Linked DNA regions of Oryctolagus cuniculus: region 1 is linked to region 2. A link is a contact called in public Micro-C data. All regions are on one chromosome and are shown on one strand. Each heading gives the region's core, a stretch centred on a gene start, on an enhancer-like site or on the middle of the called end of the contact. The rest is flanking DNA. Distances are from core to core; before and after follow the strand shown.

Region 1 (4,618 bases), core at 902-3,401, 96 kb after region 2:
GTGTGTGAAGCTCTCCGCCTCTTAAATCCACCCAGTCCTGAGCCTGAGCAGGCTCCCTGGGTCCCCACCCCACCCCATGCCCTCCCAGGGAAAGCCTCAACGGGCTTCTACCCCTCTCCTAGGCAGGCAAGGCCAGCCCTGATCATGAGCTAGGAAATTCCATTCCACGCCACGCAGCTACTGAGTGCGCTAGGGAAGGAGGCATAAAAAGTGGGGCCCAGGCTTGGATTGGGGCTGTCTGGCCAGGAAGACTTCACCCGGCCCCTGCGCTGCTGACACTGAAGATTACAGAGGCCACAGGGCAGCCAGGGACTGCTGAAAAGCCCAAAGGGAACTGACAGACACGGCCAGATCAGGGTTTCTGGGCACATGCCTGGGCCCTAAGCTGGCAAGTTGTAGCCAGAGGGGCAGAGCAGAGGCAAAAACAGAGGGAAGCTGAGAGGCAGATTTGCACCGAGTGGTTATCCTTGTGGCTACCTGAAAATGACAGGTAAGCCCCAAAGAGTGCCTGCTGGCAGTAAGGTGCTGACTGTCATGGCTTGGGGACCATGATGGAAAGGGAGAGGACCTGGTGATAGCTTGCAGGACCTGGAAGCATGAAGGAGAAATAACAGGAGACAGAGGAGACTAAGTGAGCAGGAGGACACAGTGGAGGTGAGTGCTGGGCCTGGGACGTCCTGTTCTGGGCCCTGCGGTCCGAGTACGCAGAGTGAGTAGGCCAGGGGCAGAGCCAAGGCTGGAGAGGGAAAGGTCTGTGTGTGCGCTCTGTTGGGCCTCCACTTGGGGTGGGATTCCAGCCTGATCTACCCATGGGAAGTTGCAAATACCCTCAAGTCCCAAATGCATGTAGTGTCCCCAAGCTACTGAGCATCCTGGCTTAGCAACACAGCACTCAGCAGAGTTAGGGGCTGTTTCCCCACGCAATGGCAAGGCCCACAGAGCTGTGGCCACTGGCCGGCACTGCAAGTGTGTATCACCGGCCCAGGAGGAGAGCAGGCAGCAGAAACTGCTGTACAATTTTGACTGGATGTGTGTCTCTCCTGCATCAGAGTCAAGGGACCCTCTTCACGCTGGGGACTATTGATACTTGAAGCCTACTTCAAGTGAGCAGATCAGATCGGATTGCTCGAGATGAGAGTCCTTCCATGGGAGCAATAACATGAAAGTTTGTTTGGGTACAAAACCATTTTGAAATCCATACACAGTTTTTCATAGCATACATTTTCCAGGAGACCTTGCTGAAGATCCCCCACCTCTCTCCTATGGCTACATATGCCTAGCATTTCCCCCTTCATTGTGGGAGGCTGCTTGGTGGCATGGGAGGAACTGGCTTGAAGATGAGGTCGGTGCAAATGGTCCAACCCCAGCATGACAAGTGGCTCTGGTGAGCCAGCCTGGAGCTAAATGATTTGAATGTCATGGGGAAGAAGCCTATGGAATCCTAGGGAGATGCACCTCGGAGCTTCACTTTTTTGCTGCAAATATTTTCTTGGCACCTAACAGTCTCACTCCCTAAGTCTTGGCTTTGGCCTCCTCAGCCTGCAACTTCACACCTTTGTCTACTAAGCGCTCTCTTACCTCTGGCCTTTGTATACGCTCCTCTTCCTCTTTGGGAACTAACCCAGATGCCCCAACCCCCATCCCACCCCATCCCCCAGGCCTGAGCCTAACTTTACAGCATCACACTCTGGACTCAATGCTGGGCACTGCTCAGACCTCGGCTTTCCATGATGGCCGCCTCCGAGCAGGGAGCAGACACTTCTCCTGGGCACTCTCTTTTTCCCTGGTACTCACCCCTCTCAGTCCCAATTCTCCTGGGCGGTGTTTTTTCTTCTGGTTCCCTATCTTGCTCCTGGCTGGCCCTCAGCTCCTTTCACAGGGCCTGGGACATGCTCAGTTAGTGGGATGGATCCAGAATGCCATCCAACTCATGGATGGTGACATCTTCCTAAAGACAGGCAGGATCTCATTGCGGGGTGGAGACAGAAGTGTTTGGGGTTAGGTGCTGGTGAGCGGGAGGTGGCCAAGGGTCAGCCTGGAGGATGTAGTAAGGAGGAGCTCAGCTCCATGGGCCTGCAGCTCAGAGGAGAAGTTTGGACTGCACGCTTCTGCCCAGAGGTGAGAGCTGAAGCTGTGGGAATGAATCTCAAACTTGATGTTTTCCATTCCTAAGTCAACAGCCAGCGGAGAGCCAGTATATTTTGAAACACTGGTGGCCAAGGACGTGACAGGAAGAGGTGGAGGGAGGCGGCGGGAGGTGGCGCCCTCCTACTGTGGGGTTCAGGGGATCCCTCCTCTGGAACTATCCCAGCTGTCACACAGCTCTGCAGGGAGACAGGGCCCCCGGCTGGGGGCTCTGGTTTGACAGCAAGGACCGGACACAACAAAGGGCCCACTGGCCTCCTGTGCCCCCTCTCCCCCAGCCAGCAGCCCCCAGCGCTCCCCTGGGTCCTTGCCCCTAGCCAGTTTGCTATGAGTCCCCCATCTCCATGGATCCAGGGACAGCCCCTTCCCTACCGCCTCTTGCCTGCCCTGGGCTGGCCTCTGTAACTCAATGCTCCTGCTGATTCCTTAGCTGGGCCCAGGAAAGCTGCCAAACATTGTGCTTCCTGGCCTGGGGATGACTCAGGCTTCCCTCCCCAGCGCCCCCACCCACTCACCCCCAGCCCCGAGCTGTGCCATAGGCCAAGCGGAGAGAGGAGCTAGCTGCGGGGCAGCCCAACTCTAGGAGCCCAAGAGCCTCCACTCCTGATACCAACCAGGTGTGGCACTGCAATGGTGGGGGCTCAGGGGACAGGGGCAGGGGCTGGGGCTATGACAGACGAGAAAGATCTCCAGGTTCCAGGAGCCACAGGCCTGACTTCAACTCCTGGTGCCACTTGTTCCCTGCTACATGACCTGAGGCAAGGCAAGTATGTCACTTTGCCTGTGCCAGCCTCAGTTTGCTCATCCCTGCAGTGGGGCTAAGAAGAAGTGCTTCCTCGCAGGGTTACTGAGCGGGATTCAGAGCCTGCGCATATGCGGAGTGCTTTGTAAACAGTCAAGGGCTGTAACAGGAGGCTGTTATATTTATCTGCACGGCTGGAATGGAGAAGGAGGAACAGGTGGCCCTCCTGCTTCGCTGTCATCCGGGGGCACATTCCCCAGTTCTGTCCACTTGACACCGTGGGATTCCTTGAGGCCTTGGCCCACGGAAGGTCAGGGCCCAGAACGCTGCTTGCCGATTTTTGCTGGAGGCTGCTTCAGCTTGATCCTCCCGAGCCTCCGTGTGAGCTGTGTGCAGAGGGCCAGAGAAAGGGAGCGATTCTCCTCCCCTCTCTCCCCTCCCGACTTCTCTCTCCCTCCCTGTGGCTGCTTGTGGTGATCAAAGGAGAGGTTCACACAGAGGTGAGGCCCAAAGGCCCAGCGCCCTTCCCCAGATGTGGCGTGGTGGTGGTGGTGGGGGGGGGAGTGTGTGTGCAGAAGAAATGTGGACATGTGGAGGGCAGGGCCAGGGCTGGTGTGTGTGTGTGTGTGTGTGTGTGTGTGTATGTGATCAAAGGCATGGGGTGGGGTGGGGCAGAGGCTGGGGGTGAGTTCTTTGCATTGCTGAGGGTTTAGTCCTTTCTCTTGGTTGCCTAGATGCCTCGGTATTCGCCCCCCTCCCCAGTATTCACCATGGGCCCGTGCCGCAGCCCCCACTCAGGCCCGGCGTGAATGAAGAGGAAACTCTGTATACTACCTGGGCAGCTATGGAGACGACTGGCGGGCACCTGCCTGGCTAGCTGGCCGGGGACCCCACTTAGTTGAGTGCTGCTGTACCTTGCTGTTATTCAAAGTGCACCCACAGACTGCTTGCTGCCTGGACTGACTGTGGAGGGGAAGGGGCCCTGTGCTGGTGGCCACCTGCCCACTGCCTGAGAAAGTGTCCCTCTCTGCCCTGCATGAGAAATGTCCAAGGCTGGTGGGTGGCTCTGAGCCTCCTGGCTTGGGGCCTCGACTCCTGTGTGGCAGTATGGGTGTGTGTTAGCCTGTGTTCTGCCTGGGGCTAGACAACATAGAACCTCGCTCTGCGGCCCTGGGCCCACCTCCAAGCGAAGATGGCCACAGAAATAGTAGCTTTGTTCTGCAGGAAAGGAAGAAAGATGCAGGGCCTCCTGGGCCCACTCCAGTATCCCAGGGGCTCTGGCTGCCAATCAACCAGGAAATGTGCATTCTAAACAATGCCCAGGCCAGCCTGTCCTGAGCCTTACTTCCCATCCGTGGTGGGAGTCCTGGGGGAGACACCTCTAGCCATTGTTCCAAGGGACAGCTCACCAGGGTCGGGTCAAGGCCAGGCCAGGGTCCACAGGCCCCACGCCCTAGGAGGAGGCACACGATGTTCCGGAAAAGCGGTTCCTCCAGCCTTTGTTCTCAGCTGGACAGGAAGCCACACAGGACATCGTAGCTGAGGGGAAGGGCGAGCATTGGGGTGCACAGTGTGCCCTTTGATTACCCTTTACGATGAGGGTAAACGGAGGCAGGGCTCAGACATTTGGCCCAGGATCATGGCAGACTTGGAATGACACCCCAGACTGGAAGGGACCACAAGGCGTCTTTAGCTATCCTCTCGAATTGTGGCTCTGAGGGGGCAGGACCA
Region 2 (4,628 bases), core at 548-3,047:
CATAAACCTCTCTTTAATTCCATTTCTCTACGACCTTTCTCGAGTGCTCTCATACATCAGAAGTCAGATCCTGCTTCCACCACGGATCAGCTCAGTGATCTCAGATGAGTCACTTCTCCCTGAGCCTCAGTCTTCCTGGCAGGTAAAATGGGAAGACAGCAGAACTCATGTCAAAGTTTTAGGAAAGGGAGAGCACCCAGTGTGGCTCTTGGCACAACAATAGGCACTCAGTAAACAGAAGTGTCGTTTCTCTCTTCAGGTTTTTTATGTCCTAGTTAGACCGGTGGTGGGTCCTTGCCCCTTGTTCGGCTCCTCTTTTTTTTTTTTTTTTTTTTTTTTTTTTGCTTACATCCCAATGCAAGGTTGCAGTGGGAGCTGGGAGATCCTAGTCTGCCCTTTCCTGCCTATCCAGAATCATCTCACCCTTAAGGCGCTGTCTGTGGAGGCTTTTCCCCTGCCATTGTCCCCTACGGCTACCGAGATCGTTAGAAGATCGGGTACCTCGGTCTCCTATGAAGTGAGATCACAGACATGAGACAACATATAAATGGCAGAACACTTCGGGAATGTTGCTCACCTAATCCTCCCCAGGGATGACTTAATAGCTGCCTCGGCAGCCTCAAAGCCACCCCCAAACCCAGATATTTCTCCTAGCTCTGTGCCTTCGTTTGCATACCGGGCGGCGGTTTCTTGTCAAGGCCACGCCTGTCCCAGGTCTGGCGTTCCAGAGCCTGGGGGGGGGCGGGTAGGAGCTCACCATTTGGCCCAGGCGCCCGCAATGTGACGGCATAGCAGCAGGGGGAGACATTAGCACACGAGTAGGCGTGCTGCGGTCCGATTTAGGAGTGGGTCGGACCGGGAGGGTCTGAGCTATGGGATTGAGCCAAGTTATAAGCAAAGAGGCAAGGAGGGGCGGGGAGAAAGGGCCGGAGATGGGAGACAAAGACCCTGATGGCGGGGGCCGAGAGAGACTGGAGTCCTGCATCCGCGGGCTAGGATATCGGCCCTTTGCTTTTTCAAAAGCCTCCTACCTAGCGCCTTTTCCTTTTCGCCCTCCAGGTGTCTTCTTTGATCATGGTGCGCACTGATTCCCGTGCGCCTATCCCAGGGCCTTGCCCAGGTCTTCGGAAGGGAAAGAACTGTAAATTTGGGCTCCAGGGGCTCCATTAGCTCTCCCTCAAAGCTGAGGTTCCCTCAGCTTGAAGAACTGGCCTTTCCCTTCGGATCCTGTCCTTGAACCTCCCAAATCGCCATCACCCACCGCAATCCACTTGTGTGCTCTGGACTCTGGCTCCAAGTGCAAGCGACAGTGCAAGGCATTTGGAGGGCAGGAGGAGGAAAACTCAGCCGCGAGCCCCGTGGTGACGGGACGGGGAGCAGACGGCCTGTCGTTGCCACAGAGGTGGGCATACAGCAGGAATTCGGGGCTCGTGTGTGTAAAAAGAAGAGTGGGAAGCACTGTTTTCCCGGTACTTGGGACAAGGCCTGGGAGGCTCAGGTCAGTAGACTGGGAGTGTCGAGTAGACGCGCAGGCAAGAGAGCAGGCCGGCAACTCTAGTGAAGCGCCAACTTCCCACGGGCTGAGCGCTCTGGGAACAAGACTGAGCGGTACCCAACCCTAACCGCACGAGCCGAGCCGCACACTCAGATTGGTGCCATCGGCAGCGCGGCATCCTTAAGAACGCCCTCAAGCCCCGCCCCCTTCCTGCTCGAGGGGCGTGGCCTGGGGCAAGGACCCCGCCACGGAGCTTCCTATTGGCTAGAAGAAGCAGGGTTGGCCTTGCGTTCGCCTGAGCAGGGGAGTAGACAGCTCGGCGGCGGCGGAGGGAGTCTATGCGCGCTGGACAGCAGTGGGAGGTGTGTGAAGCTCGCACCGGCCGCAGACCCTCGGGCGCAACGGCCGGGGAGCAAGGACTGGGCGACCGGGCTGCTGGGCTACCCAGCCGACGCTTCAGAGGCGCAGACTGATGGGACTGGCTCACTCGGCAGCGTCTCGCCGCTCTTCTAAGTACACTGAGCGGGGGCCCGCGCTCAAGTAGAAGCTGTCGAGGGGCGCGCAGCCCGGAGTCCCAGTGTGGCCCGGAGGAACGGAGCCCGTGCCAGGGCGACCCGGTCGGGAGCCTGGGGACCGAGCTCGTGTTGTGGGGAGACCCCCCTTTCTTCCTTGGTGCACCGATCCCAGGACGATCGAGGCATCGCAGCGGCTACCGAGTCCTCGGCGGGGAGACGCTGTCGGAGAGAGGGCGCACAGTCCCGAACAGTCTTGGGGAGCCGAGTGGAGTCGGGCGGGATCACCCGGGGGCGCAGAGCCCCCGTCGCGCCTCGTGCGGCCGAGAGGCCAACAGAGCCAGCCCTCAGAGGCCGCAGCCCATGCCCGGGTTGGGGACGGCTGCCCAGTGAGTCCTCCTGGCCGGCGGGGAGGAGAAGAGCGACGCCGAAGCCGGCGGGAGGGGAGCACTTCAAGGCCGGCGGCTGCAGAGGATGGGCGCCTGAGCGGTGCGGAGCGCCGCGCGGCCCGGGAAGGCGAGGCGAGCGTTGCTAAGCAGGCGCCTGCGGAGTCCGAAGTGCAGCCTGCCCCCAGGAAGATGGCCCGGCCTGGGCAGCGTTGGCTCGGCAAGTGGCTTGTGGCGATGGTCGTATTGGCGCTGTGCCGGCTCGCCACGCCGCTGGCCAAGAACCTGGAGCCCGTGTCCTGGAGCTCCCTCAACCCTAAGTGAGTAACTTATCTGCTGTGGTCCCTAGGGGTGGGAGGCACTCCTTCGGGGTGAGGCCGCGCGCCTCCAAGTGCGTGTGGGGAGGTGTCGGGAGGAGGAGCGGCGCCCCCTTTTTATCTCCGGCTTTTTCCAAGTGTGTTTTCCTGCGGGCGGGCGGGGCAGGCTGCGGCGAGGTGGGCTGGGGGCTCTCGGCTGGGTTTTGACCCAACCTCGTCTCCCTCCCCCACCCCACCCCAGTCCTTACCTCCTCACGGCCCGGATCGAGTGGAGATGGTCGCAGCAGGCGGAGCTGCGTGAGCCTGGGCTCCGAGAACTGGGTGGGGGCGAGAACGAACGCAACCCTCTCCGGGGCCCCTGGGAATGTAGTGGTTTTTCGCCGAGAGCCATTCACAGAGCCGAGGCGGGGGCCGAGGCCGGAACACAGGTTCCGCGTTGGCTTAGGTGTGGGGGCAGCGCGGCGCGGGACCCGGCGCTCTGGGCGGCTTGGCAGCGCCTTCATCCCCGCTCGGGCTTCTCCCATTTTCATTTCTCTTTCTTCCCTGTTTGCCTCCTGGCTTTTCGCTCTACCGTCTCTTCTTGCTCCCCCCCTCCTCCCCACTCCCCTTTCTCCCTGCCGGGGCGGTAGAAAGGCGGGCGCCGCTCCCAGGCTCACAAAGGCGGCGGGTGGAGAGGGGCGGAGTGGAAGAGGGGTTGTGTGTGTGGGGGGGTGGGTTCGATCCAGCGCCGGTCGGGGGTCCAATGGAGCCGGCAGCAGAGAGTGGCGGCAGAGCGGGCGAGGGAGGTGGGTGGGGAAGAAGCGATTCCTGTCCAGGCAGGTCCCATTACCCTCCCCCCCACACACACACACTCACACTCACACACACACACTGTCTCCAAGATTGGGGAGCTGTGCTTAGCTTTCCCCAAGGGTTTGGGGGGGCAGTTATATAAAGGAAATCCTTTCTTTTCTTCTCCTTCCACTTCATAACTCTACCCACTCCCCATTTGCCTGCACCCCCCTCCCCAACAACACACACACACACACACACACCTTTCAGGCGGTGACCCAGTGGTTTCTGGGCTGTTCATGGGGAGTTTCAGGGGCTGTTGCGGTGACCTCTGCACCTTTTTCTCTCTTGGCATCCACGACTAGGGTTGGAACTCAGGTTCAAAATCGCTCTTCTGCCCGCTTTTCTGGAGGTCCTGTTAGTGTGCAGACAGATCCACTTAGCAGGAAACTGGAGTTAGGGGGGGGTCTTGACCTGCTCCATCCACGCTCCCTGATTCCTGGATCTTTGATCTCTTCCCGTCCACTCTTCCTGGGCTCTCCACTAACTTCCCAGGCTCCCGACCGACCGCCTTAGTGTCTTGGGTCCCCAGGGGCAGTGTATTTCTCAGCCGTGGTGTAGGAGCAGGCAGTTTCTTTAGTTTGCTTCTCCTTGGATAAAGGTAGGGTCCTATTACTGATCGGGAGGATGGCTAAACGAGGGTCAGGGTGGAGCTCTGTGCTTCAGCACAACGAAAGGGAATGGGCAAGAATCCTGTCCTCACCCAGAAGGCAAACTGGGTGCAGCAGGGGCTCAGAATGGTCTGGGGACCCCAGGGAAGCCCAGGGGAAAGCAAGGTTGTGAAGTGTGCACTTCCTCCTGCTGTGACGGTGGCTGCTACCACGCTTTCTCTGGAGCCCAGAGAGCTACAATCTGCCTGGGGTAGCCCTTCACAGGGGCTCATGGGAGTGACCTAATTGCTCTCTCAGGTCTCTAAGCAGAGATAGCAGGCAGCTCCACAGCTGGAAGGGAGCACTCCTGCAGGGGTGAGGGGGAAAACTGAAGAGAAACAAGATCTGTTCTGAGACTCCCCCTTTTTGTATTTTGAGCCTGGAGTCCTCTGGACCCCTTTACGGGTTTGGGAGGTTGCATCCTTCTACCTCCACCC

What was found. A called contact is a pair of places that touch in the nucleus more often than the background predicts.
Region 1: a contact with region 2 is called in a Micro-C map of ear pinna, with 2.5 times the contacts expected there. The contact joins the enhancer-like site here to the promoter of EFNB1 in region 2. A contact is called at or near these places in 2 of 6 Hi-C or Micro-C datasets (ear pinna and an unstated tissue).

What each region holds. Positions count from the first base shown.
Region 1 is chrX:48,855,575-48,860,192 of mOryCun1.1, forward strand. No RefSeq gene overlaps it. Among named protein-coding and RNA genes, the nearest start is that of EFNB1, 96 kb to the left of the region's middle. Within about 2 kb of position 2,152, at least 1 of the 8 cell types and tissues checked has an H3K27ac peak or open chromatin away from gene starts, as enhancers often do.
Region 2 is chrX:48,760,211-48,764,838 of mOryCun1.1, forward strand. EFNB1 (ephrin B1) reads left to right here and starts at 1,798. Exons shown (of 5, transcript XM_002720061.5): 1 at 1,798-2,713. The coding sequence starts at 2,586.